5 separate regions of the Mus musculus genome follow, and all the other regions are linked to region 2. Evidence: chromatin contacts called from public HiChIP or PLAC-seq data. All regions are on one chromosome and are shown on one strand. Each heading gives the region's core, a stretch centred on a gene start, on an enhancer-like site or on the middle of the called end of the contact. The rest is flanking DNA. Distances are from core to core; before and after follow the strand shown.

Region 1 (3,868 bases), core at 1,280-3,779, 1.1 Mb before region 2:
TAACACATTAGGTCCTGTTAGGACTCCTTCAACATTGAAGATTTCTTGGTGCATGGTGAGAATCCAACTAGGGACACTGAAGGTGGCTTGCTCATGTCAGGCCCTAACCACAATCCTATGCTTCCTTGGATAGATCGGGTTTAGAAGCAAACAGAGGAAGAGTAGCCAGCCACATGGCTGTCTCTCTAGGAGAGTCACATAGGCTCATTTTAAGTTGCTAGACAGGTTTTCTGGAACCTTAGAGAACTTGGAACTCGCAGCTCATCTAGGTCCTGCCTCTTCTTCTAGCTAATGTGCTATCAAGATAATTTGTGTCTGTGTGTGTGTGTGTGTGTGTGTGTGTGTGTGTGTGTTAGTGTGTATGTGTGGTGGTGCGGGTTTCTGAGGATCAAACTCAGGGCCTTGTGGTCCCATGCTTGCTGCCACTGAGTCAAATCTCTACCTGGGGTGTGTTTGCTATTTCATAGCTAATGTAGATGAAGTTATTGGCCAAAAGGAATGTTGGGAGATTCTGTTTTGAAGAAAGATATCTTGGCTACTCCCAGTCTGGATGGTGTTTTGAGTCTGTCAGGCCCCTACCTCAGTTCAGTCTCATCACAGCCCCGTGAAGTGTGCACTCCTGCCCGCACCCGATGGAAACACAGAGATGACGACTGACTTGTTTTAACCAAGACTGAACTCCGATGTCTGGTTGGAGGACAGTGGCTTGTCTTCTGCCCTGGACAGCAATTTAGCTAGGTCATCCTGGGAAGAGAGAGAACTTAAAAATCGTCTAGATACAGACAGTGGATTGAACACAGAGGCAAATGTACTACTTCAAAATTTGGTTTGAAATAGTTGTGATAGAGCAACTGCCTACCAATGTTATCAGGAGCCTTTGAGCTGGTTTTAGCTTCTGTGTCTCTGGCCCGAGGAGAAGACCGGGGTACAAAACAACCTAGGGGTCTAAGGTTGCTTGCAGAGTTTTAGCACTAGGACAGAAGACGCAACATGAATAAACTAATTCAGCAAAAGATTACCCAACCAAAGGGGCTTGGAATTACTACAAACCTTGCTCTTGCCCCGTCCTTCCCACACTTCAGTGTGCCACCACACAGCCTGCGTGAATGCTCTGGGTTGTGTGTGTCTCAGTGTGTGTTTGTGTGTGCAAGTGCACACATGTGAGTATGCCTGCTTGTGTGTGTGTGCAGACTGTATGCATGTCGAGGTCAGAGGGCAACTGCAATGCTGCTTCTTGGGTGCTGTCCACTTGAACTTTTGGAAAGATTTGCCTTTATCTTACGTGCATGTGTGTTTTGTTGAATGTATGTACGGGCACTATGTTTTACAGTGCTTGAGGAAGCCAGAAGAAGATATTAGGTCCTCTGAAACTAGTAAAAGACAGCCATGAGCAACCACCAAATCTGGATCCTCTACAAGGGCGTGGCTGAGCCATCTCTCCAGTCCTCTTTTTATTTTTTCAGCCAGGATGTCTTGTTGACCGGAAGCTTGTCAGGTAGGCTAGGCTGTCTAACCAGCATGCTCCAGGGATGATGATGGTGATTATGAGGATGGTGATGGTGACAACGATGGTGATGATGATGATGACGATGACGACGATGATTTATTACAAGCATGGCACCAAGCATGGCTTCTTACATGGGGTTTTATGTTCCGATACTGATATCCTGTATCAATAACAATGACAGAAATACAAACTCTCTAATTCTGGTTTAGAAGAGAGAGTTTAATTATGAATTGCATTGTTACTTTGATAGAGCATTGTTTTGTTTTGTTTTTTTAATTCACTAAAATATTGGTTAAACTGTCTTTGTCCTAGAAAGACATCAATAGAACTTGGCTTGTGCCTCAGAGTGTATTTAGATGATAATAATAATATTATTAAAAGCTAATATTGGGATTTTCATAAGCACGGGAGCGATTCTGAGTGCTTTACATTCATACCTTGTAAACTCTAATGACTTTGATAACCAAAGTACTGAGAAATATTGTTAAGCAAAGGAGAGAGGAAAGGAAAGGAAAACTTCCCTGCCATCTTCTTTTTCTTATTCTTTTGTGTCTGTCTGAAATGTCCCCTCTGTATCCTGACTCCCTGGGGAAGGGTCTAGTTGTTGTTGTTGCTGCTGCTGCTGCTGTCGTTGTTATTATTATTAGATAAAGTTGATGCCATTTGAGGATTTTCTGGTCTTTGGTTTCCTCACAGAAAGACCATATTTCTTTCACAATTTGTCATAATTTTAGCATCTTAGCTAGAAAGAAAACATATAAGACTTTTAATTTTAAGACTCTTACATGGTGAGTCTGGAAATCCTACTTTCCTACTATTTGGAAATCTGTTGATTTGTTGTTGTTGTTGTTGTTGTTGTTGTTATTGGGGCTGATGTATATTGTGACCTTGCTAACTGATATCTGTCACTGTGTGTTCTTGTTTTTTGTGGTCACTGAAGTTTCTGTTCTGTTATCTCTGTGGTTGGCCAGTGACCTTCTTAAATGTCTGCCTCTGAAGAAGGGAAAACACAGGGAATTTATTTTTTAAAATTTCCCTATAGATGGTAGGGGAACTCAACGGGGCCCAGACCAAAGTAGGCACCTGGATCAGTCAATCAGGAGGCACTGTCAGTTTGCATGACAAAATTTTGGAAGGAAGGGTCCCGTTGCCCACCCCGGCACCCACCAGCGTTCTAGGTGCATGGGTGGCTCCAGTTTCCAGGGAGACCTCTGTGAGTGTGAGGCCAGCCTGGTCTCCATAGACAGCTCCAGGATAGCCAGGGCTATGTAGAGAGGCCCTGCAGTGAGAGAGGCAGGGAGGGAGGGAGAGAGACAGAGAGGGGGGGCGGAGGAGGGGGAGGGGGGAAAAAGGAAGGAAGGGAGGGAGGGAGGGAGGGAGGGAGGGAGGAAGGAAGGAAGGAAGGAAGGAAGGAAGGAAGGAAGGGAAAGGAAAAGGGTCTAGTTTCATGTTTTTTCCCATCTGAATATCTAGTTCCCCTCTCCTGTTTATTGTAGATATACCCTTCCCCTGTTATCTGTGTTAAACCCCTTTATGCACATGTGGGCATGATTTCCTGTTTCTCTATCCTATCTGGTTTTGTTCCTTTATATTCCCTTTCTCTTTATTCCTTTTGTTTACTTACTGTTTGTTCTTATAATCTTTGTTTGGTTGGTTTTGAGATAAGGTCTAAATTGGATCTGGGTTTGGGACCCAGGCTGGCTTCAAACTCATGTTCACCATACTTCGGCTTCCTGAGTTCTAGGACCGCTATTCGTACCACCGTGGGCGTTGCTGTTTTAATTCCTGTACCTTTGTCATCTAATATGAAGGCTGGAAGTGTGGTTTCTCCAATTGTTCCTGCTCAAGACCGTTGTGTTAGCGGCTTTTCCTGTTGCAGTGACACAGCGCCTGGCAAAAGCCCCTTAAGAAAGGGTTTGTTTCCGTTCATAATTCATGGGTACAGGTCATCATGGTGAGGAACATCGTGGTGTCAAGAACTTGAGATGTCTGGTCACACAGAGTCTCTAGAAAAGGAGTAGTGATCAATGAATGCTCATGCCGGCTCCCTTCTCTGTATTTTGATCTGTGATCTGAGACCAATGCAACAGTGCCACCCGTATTCAGAGTGACTCCTCCCACCTCAGTTAAGGTAAACTTTAGCGGATCTTGGGAGTGTCTTTTGTGGGTCTATGTACTTGAAAGCATTGTTTTGTTCTGTTTATGTCATTGGCATTTTGATATGCATTATATTGAATCTGTGGGTGGTGTGAACACTCATCAAATCTTCCTGCTTACTATCATAGGCTATTTACTGGGGTGTTCATTAATGACCTTCACTAAGGCCCAATAGATTTCACTTACAGATTGAACACTCTGTGC
Region 2 (3,841 bases), core at 929-3,428:
AGCGGAGACCGGACGCGAGGAGTAGTAGTTCCATCGCTTTCAGTGCCCCCAACCTGGGCCCGCGTCCCAGCCGCGCTCTCCGCCACCGCCTTGGGTAGGGTGGGGATGGGGACGCCCCGTTTCGCACTCCTCGCCAGCCGCCAGCTCCCTACCTGTTTGACTGAGCTCGCGCAGGGCTTTCGCCAGACGCGCCGCCTCGGGGGACTGTTCCTCCGGCAACCCCGCGGTCCCCCACTGGCTCCGCGTCCTGTCCGCTCCATTCCCGGAGGGCTCCAGGCACCGCAGGGTCATGGGAGATGAGTCAACACGTCCCAGACAGCTGGTCGCCCGAGCTGGGGCCAGTGGACCTCGCGTGCTGCCTGGAAGTCACAGGGTACCCCAAAACGAGAGTGTGCAGGGTGTCCGAAATGGTGGCGGAGGGGGAGGGGACTGGAAGCGGCTGGTTCTTTTTCTCCAAATTCCGGCAGAATGGTGTGGCAAAGTCTCTCGCAGACACTGTCACCCACAGATCGCCTGTGAAGAAACAATGGAACAGAGATTGGGTCAGTCTGGGCTGAACCCCTACGGCCGAGGTGGGGGTGGGTAAACAGACACGTGGAAAATCCCAGGGACTCCTCCGCCTGCGTGTTCTGTACCATTTAACCCCGAGCATCCAGCTAACGCCCTGCCCAACTCTGGGGAAAGACGGGTAAAAAGGGCAGAGATCCAAGACACTAAAGTTGGCCGGAGTAGAGGGGTGAGGAGGGAGACAGGATGAGAGTAAACAAGGTGTTTTCCCGCCGAAGAACTGTGTGCTGGAATTACACACAGGCAGCCCAGGAAACAGTCACCTGCGGGTCCGGATGGATAGGCCTTTGTCATGGGCAAGTGGGGGGTGGGGGTGGGGGGGAAAACATTACACAAAGAACCGGGCAGTTCTCTGCACTTGGCATTTCCATCTTACATTTCGAGCAGCCCCAGGGCCCTTGGGAGGATGCATCCGGCAAAACCTGGTTCCACGCCCTAAAGCGCCGCAGGGCTCCTGGGTCGCCAGCCGAGGGTGCTGCGGTGCGCTAGCGGCGCGCCAGCCGCTGCATCCCTGCCTCGGAGGCGGCCTCACCCCCACTCCTGCCGCTTCCTGGAGCACGCTCCAGACGAGGATGGGGGGCTCAGCGGCGGTCGCTCCAAAACGCGGACCGCGGCTCCTGCGGCTGCCGCCGCGGGCGCTGTCGAGGAATCGGCCGGAGCGTGCAGCCCCCGCCGGAGCTCCAAATGAGGCCGGGGCTGAGCCCGCAACAGCGAGCGCAGCGGGCCATGCCATCAACTGGGACTGAGGTCTTACCTCCACCGCCGCGACTGCCGCCTCCGCACTAGGCAGCCTCCCCAGCGGACAAGGGGCGGGGGAGCCAGGGGGCAAGGAGGGGTGTCCGTCTGAGTTCCCCGGGTGACGTTTATTTGTGGAAGGAGATGCCTGGGGATGCAATCGGCTCTGCGCTCAGTAAAAGCAACCGAGTTTTTCTGCGCCAAAGGCAGACAAAAATCCCAGGGATCGTCGCCTAGCTTCCCCCCCCCCTCTCCGCCCCAGGCTGACACCCCTGCTCGCCAGTGCCGGGTTTCCCTCCAGTTGAAGCGGAGGAGATGGGAGAAAGAGAAGGGGTGGGGTGGGGGAGCAAGGGCGGAGGCTGGCGGGGAGGAGCGGGAGATCAGGTTATTAGGATTATAAATTTGGGTAGCAGTTGTTGGGGGGTGGGGGTGCTCGGAAAATTTCCCGAGACCGAGAAGGAACCCGGGAGAGAGGAGGCAGTTGAGTCCGGATGGGGCAGAGCCCCGACTTGAACTCTCCCGGGGCGCCCTAAACTGCGGACGCCCAGGCGGTCCGCCGCCGCCCCCGTGCTCGCACCCCGCCGCCCTCCCGGCCACTGTCCCCCCGGGCGGAACCTTCGGGCTTCGCGAGCGGTACCTGCCGCAAGCTTCCGGGCTCCGGGCACAAGGGATCTTGAGGGCGCGCGCCTGGAGTCCCGGCGCGCACTGTCCGAGACCCGCGCAGCGTTGGCGGCTGCGGGAGGAAAGGCTCATGCTTCAGGGGGGAAGCCCAAGGCCCGGGAGCCGCAGAGGCGGCGAGACTTGGCAAGAGTTAACCGTCTGTCCCCGGAGCCGAGTGTGCGCGCGACTTCCCAGCCCGACGCGCCTCCCTCGCTCCCCGCCTCCCGCCCCTCGCGCCCCGCCCGGCCGCGGCGGAGGCCGCTTTCCAGGAACTTTCCAGGAATCCGCCTCACGTGACCGCAGCCCCCGCCAGCGCTTTAAAGAGGCCCCGGCCGCTAATGCGCAGGCTTCAAGGGAGCCGGGTGGAGAGAGCCGGTGCGGGTGCTGGTGCTGGTGGCTGCGGGGTGGAAGCCTGCGACTCCGCCCTCCTCTGACCCTGCACCTCGGGGTGCTCGGGAACAAGGAGAAGTCCCCAGCCAATGCCTATTAAGCCACCAGTACCTGCCCCTGTGTCTGCAACAGCTGAGCACCTCGGTCCCGCGAATAGCAGCCCCTCTTCTCCCCAGCCCTCCACGTAGGAGGGAACCTTTAGGCCAGCCATCCACCCCGCTGTGCGCCTGCCAGACGCGACCCTCCTCTCCTCCATGTGGGATGCAGGACCAGCGTGCGGGAAGGGGGCGGGGCTCAGATGTCCGTCCCTCCCTCTCTAAGACACACACAGAGCTAGAGCTAGCACGCCACTGCCCAGGTCGACTACCACTCCCGGGCACCTCGGGAAGCGAACCAGAGACTGTCCCCTCCGCCAGCATCCTAGAAGGCCAGGAAAGAGACGAGCTGAGCGCCTCCTTAAAGCTGCGCAGACTGCCCTCAATCCCTCCCCCCTGGAGCTCCAACTGGTAGTCCCCTGCATCAGCCTTGCCCAGCTTCTCCTTTCCTCCTCAGCTCAACTCCTGCTTGCCCTTCGGGAGACCCACCCTGGCCACCCTACAGAGGAGGTGCCCTTACCTGTGCCCGGGTGGGGTGCGGGGTCACAGGCCTGGTGCGTTTGTCTCTGTGAATCCTTGCAAAGCCAGGGACCCGGAGTTCGTATTGATCCCAGTACTTCTTTCCTATTGGGACCCTCACCTCCCACTCTGTAAGAGGCCACCTAGCCTCCGCGCCGGCATCCAGGCACGCCGGCTCCTGAAACGTGACCCACTTTGAATGTGACCTACTTTTTTTTTTTTTAACAGAAAAACAAAAACAAAAAAAAAACACTCATGGGAAAACCGGATTCGAAATTTCGATAACCATTTTTCTTTGAAATACTGTTCTGTTGCCCCACTGCTCAAAAGCTTGAAAGGTCAATGGCCACTTTTAGTTGAAGCTGTGTCTATGGGGAAGTTGGGCAAGGGTGGCCAGGAGAGGTTGAGAGAGGCGCGGCTTCCAAGCCTTGCCTGGTGCCCCGCCTGCCGGCCCTGGAAGGAAACACAACACGACCGGCCAATTCCAAGGCCCCGAACCAATTTTTATCCACAGTAATTTTTTTCCTCTTAAATAATTCTATGCACTTACAGAATGGTGAACGCGAGGGGAGGACATAAGCCAGCTTACAGGGGCTTTGTCAGCGATAGATTCGTATGTGTGGCCGCGGAGGGGGGAGGCTGTTTTCCTGGAATCTTTGATGGGAAGGATGCCTCTTACTCAAGTTTTAGAAAGCCTGTGTAAAGCCAGGGAGTAACTTAGCAGGATGCTTACCTTCTTTAGGTCCCTAACGTTTTCTGTAAACTTAAAAACAAGATGTCGGTGAAAGGTTAGCATGAACGGACAGGCGGATCCCTCTGGAGTTCTGTGTAGTGAGTTGGAGGCCCAAGTTAAACTTTTTAAGCCTCTACAATGT
Region 3 (3,961 bases), core at 823-3,322, 1.3 Mb before region 2:
TCTGGAGTACCCTTCTCCCTCGAATCCGGCGTACTTTCATCATGTTCACCTTTGAGACGAGCTTGAGGTTATTGGAAAGGCTGCATTATGGGCAAACCAAGCAATGCTAAAAGGTAGAGGTAGACTTTCAGAGAACTAAGCATGAAACAGTTCCCAATGGTAGGGAAGGTTGCAAGTCCTTTTTCTATGTCTAAATACTTAATTCCAAAGAGAAATAGTAATATTTTCTTAGAGGTGCAGTCCAGGCTAGCTTCAAACTGACTGAGCTCCGGTTCCTCCAGCCTTTCTTCTCAAGTGCTAAGATTATAGGCCCGAGGCTGTGGGGCCATAAGGGACAATTAATTATTCGACCTAGCACAAAAAGAGTTTTGATATCCCCCCCCCCAAAAAAATACCTTAGGTTTCTGCCCTGAATCTGGCTGCTTTTCTACAGTGTTTATCTTGATGCAAAGGAAGTTTCTAGATCACCACATAGTACCTGATGTACAGACCAGAGTTTCCTGCCACAGGTGACCTTTCGTTTTGCAGATCTTTATTGACCAGCAGGAACTGTTAACTATCTGGGGACACATCGTCTAGCAAAATGGACAAAAAAAACCCAGCCCTTAGGAACATAAGGTACACAGCAGTGATTGTGTTCTTGCTTTTGATAAAGACAGTCAAGTAAAATTTGACACGACTTTGCCTCAGCCTGTTCTCATATTGCTGGGAAGTTCTATGGGATTGGGCTCTAGGCAGACAGTGTTATCACTCTGCTCAGGCAGGGGGAAGTTTCCCCAAATCGTGATGTTACAGCTCTTCTGGAAAAGGTAGCCTGGCCACCATGAGCCAAGGAATACCACAGAGTCACATCCACACCACACAAGAAACCTCCCACGAGATTTGCTGGAAGGAAAAAAAAAAAAAACAGGAAAATGGCTGCCTCTTCAAGAAACTTCAGGGAACTGGGCAGAAAAATGGACTTTATATAGGGTTTCTTGGAGTGTGGGGTTTTCCAGGGTGGCCTGCGATGGGAGGATTATGTGGCTTGATCTTGGCCAAAGCTTTGAGGGTTGGTGGGATTCTGTGATCAGACTCTGGGACAAGGTCTTGGGCTTGGGTCAAGTCAGGGTCAGGGTGTTCTTTCCTGGGCCCTGTTATCCTACACAGACTCCTTAGCACTGGTGAACTAATCTAAGAGAGTGCCCACAACAAAGTCCAGTTTTCCAGACATTAAAGACACCTAACCCAGACCCATTCGGTTGTTTATTATTTCTCAAACCAAAACTTCCTTTAAGGGGCAAGAGAGATGGCTCAGCTGTTAAAGAGCATTGGCTGCTCTTGTAGAGGGCCCAGGTTCAATTCCGAGTACCTGCATGGCTACTCAAAACGATCTGTAAGTTCACATCTAGAGGATCTGATGGCCTCCACCTAGACTAGGTACACCTAGATGCATAGATGCAGGTAAAACGCCCGTATTAATGAAATTTAAAAACAAAACAAACCGCTACAGCACTGGAGAGGGAGGCAGGAGAATCACTAGTTAAAAGACTAGTCTGGGTTCTGACAGGCCAGGTCTCAAAAGACTTGTCTTTTTCTTTCCTTCCTTCTTTCTTTCTTCCTTCCTGCCTTCCTCCCTTCCTTTCAAGAGTTTTACTCTTAGTGTGTAGGGTGTTCGGCCTGCACATATGTTTGTGCACAGAAGAGGGCACCAAATCCAATGGAACTGAAGTTACAGAAGATGACCACAGACCAGGTGGGTGTTAGGAATCAAGCCAAGTTCTCTGGAGGAACCACAAGTCCTCTTAACCATTGAGCCATCTCTCCAGCCCTCGGTCGTCCTTGATTTCCAATTACGTGTGTTTGGGTATGTGCACTTGGGTGCGCGTGCCCGCGGAGGCCAGACACCAGAGTTGCAGGTATTGGAAGAACTTGATGCTATCTATCATCCTCACAGGGCATCGGGTGGACACGCAGCTGCGGCGGCGCTCTCCCTCCACACCTACAGGGGGCAATCGACTTCCAGAACCGCCGCTGGACTCCGGGGCCCTCGGCTTCGCCCAGGGAACGTCACCACCGCCGGCCGCTTCTCCACCGCGCTAATGCGCAGGCGCCAAGAGCACCACGCACCGCCAAGCCGAGGGTGGGGTCACGAACTCTGACCCCCACCCCCAAAACACAAACTCAGAAAGCTCCCCTGTCCCCTTGGCCTCGGGTCCCCTCGCCTCTGCTCTCTCCAGCCCAGCGGCCGCCGCGGCGGGAGGGGTAAGTCGGGTGCGGGGCGGCCCAACCGCCGAGCGTCGTGGCCCGAGCGCCCGTGTCCCTGAGTGTCCCAGCTCCCGGTTACCGGAGAGCCGGACATTAGCGGATTGCCCAAAGCCTTGGGAGGCCGGGCCGGGCCGGTGACCTTTCACCTAAAGGGAACGCTTCCGTCTCGGCGCCGCTTCCCCCGCCCCGGGGCTGCGCGCGTGGTGGGTGCAGGGCAGGGAGCTGCGGGGCGCAGGACCGGAGGGACCATGTACCCCGGGGCTACGGGATGACACCTCCTCCGGCTCAGGATTCTGCTTGCATGAGAGGACCAGCATCCGCTGTGGCTGTTTCTCTGAGGGAAGGTGGCCTAGGGCTATCTCATGCACTGGGCACATCAAAGCTTCCAGTAGCTCTTTTGTTAGGAGCACTGCCTGAGTTTCTGCAGACAACATCTCATGATGTGCAGATATTGCCAGGCTGTCCCCTACCCCTGAGTTAAGCAGGTCAGCCAAAGCTGGAAAGGACAAGCAAAAGAGACTTGAAGTTAAATCCGTTTAGGGCTTTTTTTTCCACCGCTTGGAAGTTGTTAGTGTGTCTTAGACTTCAAGGAAGGGGTTGTTCTTTGTTTTTAAAACAGTGTCTGCTTGTTTACCGGGTTGAGTAATTGTCTCTAAACTTTACGTGTCTACTTTGGTAAATTTGGAAAGAGATTATTGATCTGTTCTAATCAAACAGCAAACATGAAAAAGGAAATCGTTTGGGGAGGGTGTCTTGGGAGTTGTAGTTTGGTGGGACAGAAATGCAAGTACATTAGAGAAGATTCCAGGAAGGGAAGAAAAAGTGGGAGTTTATTGTGGACCATTTAACATTGAGAAAGAACAGAAAGCCTGGATGACCTGCAGGAAGGAGCCAGGCTGGTGACACATGCCTGTAATCCCAGTACTCAGGAGGCTAAAGCAAAGCAGGAAAGGTCACCTGGAGTTCTTGTGGAGACTGGCTTGGAAATCATGTATCCAAACCCCAGAAGATGTATAGAAGATAAAGGAAAGGTCTTACGTCCTTTGTATCAACATGGCCAGTAACCTTTTGGTGTGCATCTTGAACCTTTGGATACAGTGTAAGTTTTCCAATTGCAATCATTCCAAAGACCTATTAGTCTAAGGGTGGCAGTAACCACAATTCCCGTTTCCAAGTTAGACCTTCTGTACAGTTCTAGCCTGTAGGACACCCTTTATAGCCTCCTAACTCTGGTTTCAAAGGTCGTTTTAATGTTGCTTCTATTGTCATTAAAGAAGATACTTGATGCTTGTATCCATTACAAACTAAACATATGGTGACAATAAATTTAACCAATTTCATGATTTCATCATTCTGTGTAACGCTTTCAAGGTGAAAGGTTTTCAAGGGGACCATACAAGGCAGCAAAGCCTAAATATCTTCTGAGGGTGTGGTGAAGTGTGTAATTCCTATCCCGGTGATAGCAAAGACCAACCTCATACAAAAAGTAGCACTATAAGATCCTCTGTGCACAGGCACGCGCACACACACACACACACACGTACCCTTTCAAAACCATCTCCAGAAAAATGGACCTCTGTTTGAAAGTTTTAAGAGTTAATCGAAACCATAGACGTCTGTCCTTAAATCCCAGTTAACTCTTCCTGTACACTGTATACAGCGGATCATCCAGAAATAGTGGGTAGAATGGAATTTGAGCTGGGTCTCAGAGGTC
Region 4 (3,626 bases), core at 700-3,199, 1.9 Mb before region 2:
TGAACAAAGTGCACATCCAGTAACATAATTACTCAAGGAAGCTAGAAACCACCTTCCAAAGGTGTTAGGAGTTTTGGCCCTTTAGAAACTATTAACATGGAATAGTGAGGCTTTACTGTTTACTACTAAGTGGGAAAAAGAATAAACTACAAAATAATACACATTCATTCCTTCTCTTTAAAAGGTGTGAGTGTTGACACATTTTTATTTACTTTAGAAAACAACCCCAAAGCAAAGCGCCTGTGTGTTAACCTTAGTTCCCTGATGCAGGGCTTGAGTGATTTTGCGGGTCAGCCGTAGGTTTGTTTGTTTTACGACATGGTCTCACTTGGCTGCCCTGGAATTACGTAGAGCAAGCTGACTTTGAATAGTCTACCCCTGCCTCCAGAGTGCTGGTATTAAAGACATGGCCACTATGCTGGACTACATAATGCACACCACAGGTGCTTTTTGAGGGGGGAAAAAAGATGTAATGTTAGTTTTATTTAAAAGTATTTTTTTAAAGAGGGGCATGTCTTTGATCCCAGCATTCGGGAAGCAGAGATGAGTGGAACTCTGTGAGTGAATTCGAGGCCAGTCTGGTCTACAAGAGTCCAGGACAGCCAGGGCTACACAGAGAAACCCTGTCCTTTTTTCTTTTTCTTTTCTTTCTTTCTTTCTTTCTTTCTTTCTTTCTTTCTTTCTTTCTTTCTTTCTTTCTTTCTTTCTTTCTTTCTTTCTTCCTTCCTTCCTTCCTTCCTTCCTTCCTTCCTTTCCTTCCTTCCTTCCTTCCTTCCTTCCTTCCTTCCTTCCTTCCTTCTTTCCTTTCTTTTCTTTCTTTCTTTTTTTAAGTTCTTGATTGTTTTTTGAAACAGGATCTCACATGCAAACTCTACATACAGTCAAGGATGGCCTTAGACTACAGACCTCACCTTCTGCCTCTTGGGTGCTGGGACTGCACACCTGGATCAATATCCGGGATTTTAGAGCAAAAAAGAGTCTACAGACTCTTCTGGAAACAACAAAGCAAACCCACCAGCCAGTACTTTAGAAGCTATAATGGGATCAATGATCAATGATCATAATGAAAGATGCCCTGAAGGTGTTTTGTTGGAGAAAGAGCTTTCGCTCCGGAACCCCATCTCGCCTGTCCCCAGCTACTGGCTACTCACGTGCCCACCACCACGCTGGCGCCCTCCAGCACCGCCAGGCTGCGCAGCGCAGACCCGGTCAGGAAGCGCTCGCCGCGGGCACACACCAGCACCACTTGCTGTGCGTTCTCCAGCAGGAGGCGGTGGCTGCTCGTCATTGTCGCTCTAGCCGCTGGCGGGCTGCGGAGGACAGGAGAGCCTGCGAGCTGTGGCTCCCGGGCAGGGCGGGGCGGGGCTGGGCAGCGTGGGGCGGGAGCTGGCCAGCAGCCAGTGACCGGGACAGGAGCAGTGCCAACCAGAGCGCCTGGAATAAAGTTGGAATAAACTTTATTGTGGACGCCAGTCTTTTCAGGTCTCCTTTCCAGGTTTGGAGTAAAGGAGGTGATGGTTATATCACCCCCTCCCCAACCCCTAACTTCTGGATTAAAAACAAAACAAAACTGAAATTTAGCCACCACCGGAAGTGATCAAGTTGGGCGAGGTAGATGCGGTGCAGTGGCCAAGTGAAGTGTTGTTGGGAAGGGCTCACACAGAGACGTCAGTGGTGTGTGTGTGTGTGTGTGTTACAGTGACAGAAACAGAGGCAGACACAGTGGGGTGTGTGTATGCGTGTGGTGTGAGTGTGCATGGTGTGTGTGTGTGTGTGTATGTATGTATGTGTGTGTGTTAGACACAGTGACAGAAACAGAGACAAAAACACACTGTGCCCTGGGAGCTGGAACTTGAACCTAGCAAACTTGCGCTGACAGGCGACAGGGGCACGGGGCAGAGGCTCACGGTGTCCGCGTGACCCTCCTAGCCTGGCTGCGGGTGCCACGCGTGTTCGGTTGGCCAGATCGGCGCTTGGGCCTGGTAGTAAGCGGTTCCCAGGATGAAGGGAGCCTGGAGCAGGGAAGGATGAAGCTGAGACACAGAGTATCAGTTTGGTGCCTCTGTCTGCTTTGTCCCGACCGCCTTCTTGAAGGATAGGTCTCAACAGTGATCCAGACTTGTTGAGGTAAAACCAGATTTGACCCGGGTGTCTGACACTCCCCCCCTCCTCCCGAGTGTGGTGGCTTTCACACACACCACTGCACTCAAGGTTGTAGACAGACAGTATCCAGATTGTTTAAAGAACTGGCAGGCAGGATTTGTAAAGAATACATACACACACACACACACACACACACACACACACACACACACACACATACACATATACACACACACATAAATTTTTTGAGATTACAATGACATCATTTCCTGATTTCCTCTTAAACCACCCTTGTTCTCTTTCAAATTCAAGACCTTTTCTATGGTGTGTGTGTGTCCCTAAATACATAAATACAGCCCACTTGGTCTGTATAATGCTATTTGTACATATGTGGTTTTAGGGCTTCCCCCCCCCTTGGTCTTTTTTCTCTTGTTGAGATAAGTCTCACTGTGTAGCCCTGGCTGTTCTGGAGCCCTTTATGTAGATCAGGATAGCCTTTTAATTCAGATCTCTCTCTCTCTCTCTCTCTCTCTCTCTCTCTCTCTCTCTCTCTCCCTGGTTCCCCACCCCCACTCACACACACACACACACACACACACACACACACTGCACATCAGTGCTGAGACTAAAGACTATATCACCCTTAAGTTATTTAGTTTCTATGGTATGTTTCCTAAAAAGATAAGAGATTTTCTTCCCTTGCCCAGGCCAACAAATACTACAAGAGATGGGGGTGGCAGGGTCAAGGACTGAAAACAATACCATAAAAGCAGGCTTACTCTGCAAATCACAAAGATAATTTTGGGTCACCTTATAGCCATTAATAAAACAGACAGTAAAAATAGCTTCCGACAGACTAGAAGCAAATGTCCTTTAGGTCCACACCATGTTCTATAAGAAAATAGAGATGGGGTAGAAAAAAACAAAACAAAAACAAAAGAAGGAAGTTATAAAATAATGTGAGTGAAAACCTCAACAGCTGCTCACAAAGCAGAAACACAACCACAAATGTCTGTGTACTGCCAAGAGAGAGAGAGAGAGAGAGAGAGAGAGAGAGAGAGAGAGAGATTAACCAGGGGTGGTAATAGAGCTATGTGAGTTTCAGTCTAGCCTGGTCTACACAGTGACTCACTGTCAAAGAAAAAAATTAAAAGAAGAAAGGGGGTGGGGTGTAGAAATGGCAGAGGGTAGAAACAGAGTCACTTATGGTTAGAGAATTTTTATACTCTAAAATTTTAGCTAACCTGTTAACTTTTGGCAGGCAAAGGTAATTGCAGGGATAAAAGATGGGTTCACACTGGGGTTCAACAAATGCCTACTTCTGTTAGTTCTCCCCTGACCTGTTCTCAGGAAATCAATTGAAAATTTCCCCGAGGCACGGTTGTCTTCGCCTTATATAGCCACGCTTGCTTGTAGTTTGTGGATTTGTTTGACCTTCAGATAAAACGTGGGTCACTCGGGCTAATACTCGCATGTAAAGGAACAGTGGACATAGCTATTTTAATGCTATTTTCCTTGATTGA
Region 5 (3,895 bases), core at 936-3,435, 1.1 Mb before region 2:
GAAGGACATTGAACACTCTGTTGAAAGAAAACTTCCCAGAAGGTCTCTCAGCAACATGTTTCCAATTACTTTGTCAAATCTCAGGAATCTCCCTTCAAAAACAGCAGGAAGAAATTCTCTCTCTCTCTCTCTCTCTCTCTCTCTCTCTCTCTCTCTCTCTCTCCACTCTGTGTGAGAGAGAGTATGTATGTATGTATGTATGTATGTATGTATGTATGTATGTATGTATGTATGTATGTATGTGTTTGTATGTGTATGTAGGTACACGCAGGTACATGTGGAGGTCAGAGGTCAATATCCATATCTCCCCCCCATTGCTCTCCAGTTTACTTTTTGAGATAGAATTTCTTACTGAATCTGGAGCCAATTTGGCTAGATAGGCTGGCCACAAACGCCCAGGATTCTCTTGTCTTCACCTCCCCAGTGCTGAGATTTCTGGTGTGCCAGCATACCTGGCTTTTTATGTGGGTGCTGGGGATCTGAACTTAGGTGCCCATGCTTGCAAGGTGAGCGCTTTACTGGCTGAGCTATCTCCTCTATCACCAGAAGAAGTAAGTTTTGATGGAGATATGCTAAAGGAGACACATATATGAAACCACACATTCATTTCCTCATGGTGCCAACATTTATTGAGCACCTATTATGTGCCACCACTTGGAAACAAGCTTATAGTCTAGTGGAGGAGAGTGCCTGCAGAGCACCCATGAAGCACCATGGACCACATTCAGGGTTGTGTTATCCTCAGAGATGGTGGCCTGGGAGGAGGGAAGTTGGAAGAACTGCTTCCTGAAAGAAGTGATGCGACTGATTCCTGAACCCGCCTGGTTCACAGGAACCTGTCTTGTACTCTCCAAACTCCATCCTCTGATCTTTCCCGTTTTATCAATTACGTGGATACATATATCAAAGGTACACCTATCATAGTCAGAGACACAGAGAGACAGGGGTTATTTTGGACAGTGGCAGAAGGAGGGCTCTAGTAGATCTTCATAAAGTCCTGGGGAGACGGCTCAGCGGGTAAGGGTGTTTGTTGTGTCTGAGTTTGGATCTCCAGTGCCCACATAAAAGCTGGGCATAGCTGTACATGGTTCCAACCCCAGGAAAGCAGGTGGAGATCCTGGGAGCTCGGTGTACAGACAGCCTAACCAAAACAGGAACTTTTAGGGATGGTGAGAAGCCCTGCCTCAAGATAACAAGGAAACAGGAGCATGGAAAGGGATGATGCCTGATATCTCCCCTGACTTCTGTATGCACCCCCACATACACCCCTACATGCATGCTTACACATATACATATGTATATATACTTATGCACTCACACATATATACTACACACACACATATATATATGTATATACACATGTACAAACCCCCAAACACACACATACATATATACATACACATACACACATATGCATACACATACATGCACATATATAAATACACATTTATATACACTTACACGCACCCCTACATACACATATACACACATGCATGCATACACATACGTACACATACACACATCCACATCCACATGCATCCACATGCACCCCCACATACACATGTACACATACACCCACACATCCATATATATATACACACCACACACACAAACACAGGAGAAAGGCTAGAGGAACGTGCATAGCCAATATAGTAAAGTCGAATACAGATCCACAAAAAGCCTCCTGCTTATGCTTTAAAAATAAGCAAACAGACACAGCATAATCCCAATCATTTCTAAAAAGCCGGACAGGGAATGAGAGATGAAAAACAATTTTTTAAAATATGCTTTAGCTTGGAAGTTAGGAAACTATGGCTCATGAAGCAAATTCAGCCAGTGGCCTGCTCTTTGTAAACGAAATCTCTCATCTTGTCTAAGGCTACCTCATGCTTTGTCAGCTGAGCCTAGCAGTTGCAACTGAGACCATGTGTACTACAAAGCCTAAGGCCTTTTGTGGCAGTATTTGTTCCCTGCCTTCAGGCCACTGCAATCCCAGCAGGAGACAAGATCTGTGACACACACATTTAAAGGGACAGTTCTCTATTACACAAACACACATGCAGAAAATCATTTGTGAATTGGTGAGTGAACGGAGAAGCAGAAACAGAAAGGAGTGCCTCACCTCGTCTTGGCTTTTATGAGCCAGAGCAGACCAAAGAGAGTCCTAGGCTCAATTCTTGGGATATAGTTAGGCAGGAATCCTGGCCACTGGGCTGTGTGGGGGAGGGGCACAAGCAGTCCTGGAATAAGGAGAGAAATAAAAAGGTTTAGTCCAAGCAAGCAGACTCCCATGACCATCAGGGTGACAATTCTGCTGCTGAGTCATATGTAGCAGGCTTCCTTTCCCATCCTAGTCTCCAAGGATAGGCAGCATTAGGGTTCCTGGTTTGCAAATGAAGAATCTGAGGCACAAGAAGATTCAATTGCCCAAAATCACAAAGCCAGGACTCTGTCCATGCAGTCTGCCCCTGGGGCCCACACGCTTAATTGTATATCATTCATTGTCGGCCGTCATTTGAAGTGAGTCACCCTGTTTCCTCTGATCCCAACAGATGGAGCAGCAGGCAGAGGGAAGAGAGAAACAGACTCTGGTGCCCTGCCAAAAAGACCTTTCCAATAACCAGTGATGGAGTGGCTGGTGTAGAATGGGCTTTAGAAAGCGTGACTAGTATGTGTTTAAGCAGGAGTCAAGACACCTTGACCAAGGTTTCAGAGAGAGAATATTCCCGAATGGGCAAGAACAGATGGTCTCTAAGATGTCTTCCATCTCTTGATTCTGTCATGGTCTGAGACTTGGACGGGGAGCTTCCTAGGGTGACCTCATGGCCATTAGAGAGGAGAAGTGGGGAGGGAGAGGAGAGAGAAAATACATCCATTATGGAGTCTGCAGGGATGAATTCCTTCTGCTAGCACCCCTGAAAGTCTCCATTACCTTACAATTATATAATCAAGTTAGGAATCTGTCTGTGGATTAGCCCATTGATGAAGGCAGAGCTCACAGCATCCAGTCAATTCTCAGTGACTGGAGGAGCCAGCCAGGGATTGAGCCTTTAACACATAAATCATCTGGTAGACACTTATACCCAAACCACAACCAAGCACTGGATAATTTCAAAAGTCCCCTTTCCTTTCCCTCCACCTTTTCCACCATGACTTTTAATGTATCCCCTTGCTGTGCTGGAAATCACTTTATTACTACAAGTTAATGGCGGCAGTTGTCGATATAATATTCTCGTTTTGTCAGGTGACAATTTATGGGGCCCGATTCTCCTGCTTCAAAGAACCAGGCTCTGAGGTAAGAGGTTCCCTGCTGTCCCATAAACTCCTACAGACTAATCAAGCTGCATGCCTGTGTTCTTCCACACAGTCCTACCTGAGGGGATAACAATAATGTACCGCTCAAAAGATATGGCTCCTTCCTGTTTAGGTATCAAACAGTAAGAATGCCTCAATTTCTGTACTTTCTTTAGAAGCAAGGTTAAGCTATAGACCAATGTGTGTGTGTGTGTGTGAGTGTGTGTGTGTGTGTGTGTGTGTGTGTGTGTGTGAGTGTGTGTGTGTGTGTGTGTGTGTGAGTGTGTGTGTGTGTGTGTGTGTGTGTGTGTGTGTGTGTGTGTGTATTTCAGTGCTGAGGACTGAGTCTGGGACCTTGTGCATGTCAGGCAGGTATTCTGCCACTCACAGGTATACCTAACTATTCTGTTTATGTCTTGGGGTGCTGAAGACCCAAGCCAGAGCCTCAAGCATGGTAGACAAGCACTCTACCATCTGAGCTCTATCCCCAGGTATACCAGCCGTTTCTGCATAGGAATTTCCCCAGTAGAAAAGACTGTAACTTGTTAATAGGACTAAAGCCAGCACTCAGTAGGTTCTTAATACATATTTGTTCAATATA

What was found. HiChIP or PLAC-seq counts read pairs in DNA pulled down with a chosen protein or histone mark.
Region 1: an H3K27ac HiChIP or PLAC-seq map of microglia shows a contact between it and region 2, with 14 times the contacts expected there. The contact joins the enhancer-like site here to the promoter of Socs2 in region 2. A contact is called at or near these places in 3 of 115 datasets of contacts at active chromatin or transcription factors (embryonic forebrain, forebrain and microglia) and 2 of 9 other capture datasets (adipose tissue and liver).
Region 3: an H3K4me3 HiChIP or PLAC-seq map of embryonic forebrain shows a contact between it and region 2, with 3 times the contacts expected there. The contact joins the promoter of Nr2c1 here to the promoter of Socs2 in region 2. A contact is called at or near these places in 4 of 39 promoter capture datasets (hippocampal neurons, liver and pre-B cells), 3 of 115 datasets of contacts at active chromatin or transcription factors (astrocytes, embryonic forebrain and embryonic stem cells) and 1 of 9 other capture datasets (liver).
Region 4: a contact with region 2 is called in a FOXA1 HiChIP or PLAC-seq map of pancreatic cancer cells. The contact joins the promoter of Ccdc38 here to the promoter of Socs2 in region 2. A contact is called at or near these places in 2 of 39 promoter capture datasets (both in liver) and 1 of 115 datasets of contacts at active chromatin or transcription factors (pancreatic cancer cells).
Region 5: an H3K4me3 HiChIP or PLAC-seq map of stem cell-derived neural progenitor cells shows a contact between it and region 2, with 3 times the contacts expected there. The contact joins the enhancer-like site here to the promoter of Socs2 in region 2. A contact is called at or near these places in 2 of 39 promoter capture datasets (the 3T3-L1 cell line and cranial neural crest), 2 of 115 datasets of contacts at active chromatin or transcription factors (embryonic forebrain and stem cell-derived neural progenitor cells) and 1 of 9 other capture datasets (liver).

The regions. Positions count from the first base shown.
Region 1 is chr10:94,358,417-94,362,284 of GRCm38.p6, forward strand. It overlaps a transcript of Tmcc3 not described here. Among named protein-coding and RNA genes, the nearest start is that of Gm4792, 62 kb to the left of the region's middle. Within about 2 kb of position 2,530, at least 5 of the 459 cell types and tissues checked have an H3K27ac peak or open chromatin away from gene starts, as enhancers often do. A contact at or near this core is called in microglia, where this site is marked.
Region 2 is chr10:95,414,679-95,418,519 of GRCm38.p6, forward strand. Socs2 (suppressor of cytokine signaling 2) reads right to left here and starts at 2,179. Exons shown (of 3, transcript NM_007706.4): 1 at 1,940-2,179; 2 at 153-513. The coding sequence starts at 291. It overlaps 5730420D15Rik (RIKEN cDNA 5730420D15 gene), which reads left to right and starts at 2,697. Exons shown (of 5, transcript NR_045339.1): 1 at 2,697-3,001.
Region 3 is chr10:94,145,859-94,149,819 of GRCm38.p6, forward strand. It overlaps Nr2c1 (nuclear receptor subfamily 2, group C, member 1), which reads left to right and starts at 2,073. Exons shown (of 14, transcript NM_011629.3): 1 at 2,073-2,244.
Region 4 is chr10:93,538,683-93,542,308 of GRCm38.p6, forward strand. Ccdc38 (coiled-coil domain containing 38) reads left to right here and starts at 1,950. Exons shown (of 16, transcript NM_175488.6): 1 at 1,950-2,127. Amdhd1 (amidohydrolase domain containing 1) reads right to left here and starts at 1,351. Exons shown (of 9, transcript NM_027908.1): 1 at 1,152-1,351. The coding sequence starts at 1,288.
Region 5 is chr10:94,293,061-94,296,955 of GRCm38.p6, forward strand. Gm4792 (predicted gene 4792) reads right to left here. Exons shown (of 3, transcript NR_033209.1): 2 at 2,123-2,240; 3 at 603-915. Among named protein-coding and RNA genes, the nearest start is that of Gm4792, 3.7 kb to the right of the region's middle. Within about 2 kb of position 2,186, at least 42 of the 459 cell types and tissues checked have an H3K27ac peak or open chromatin away from gene starts, as enhancers often do. A contact at or near this core is called in embryonic forebrain and stem cell-derived neural progenitor cells, where this site is marked.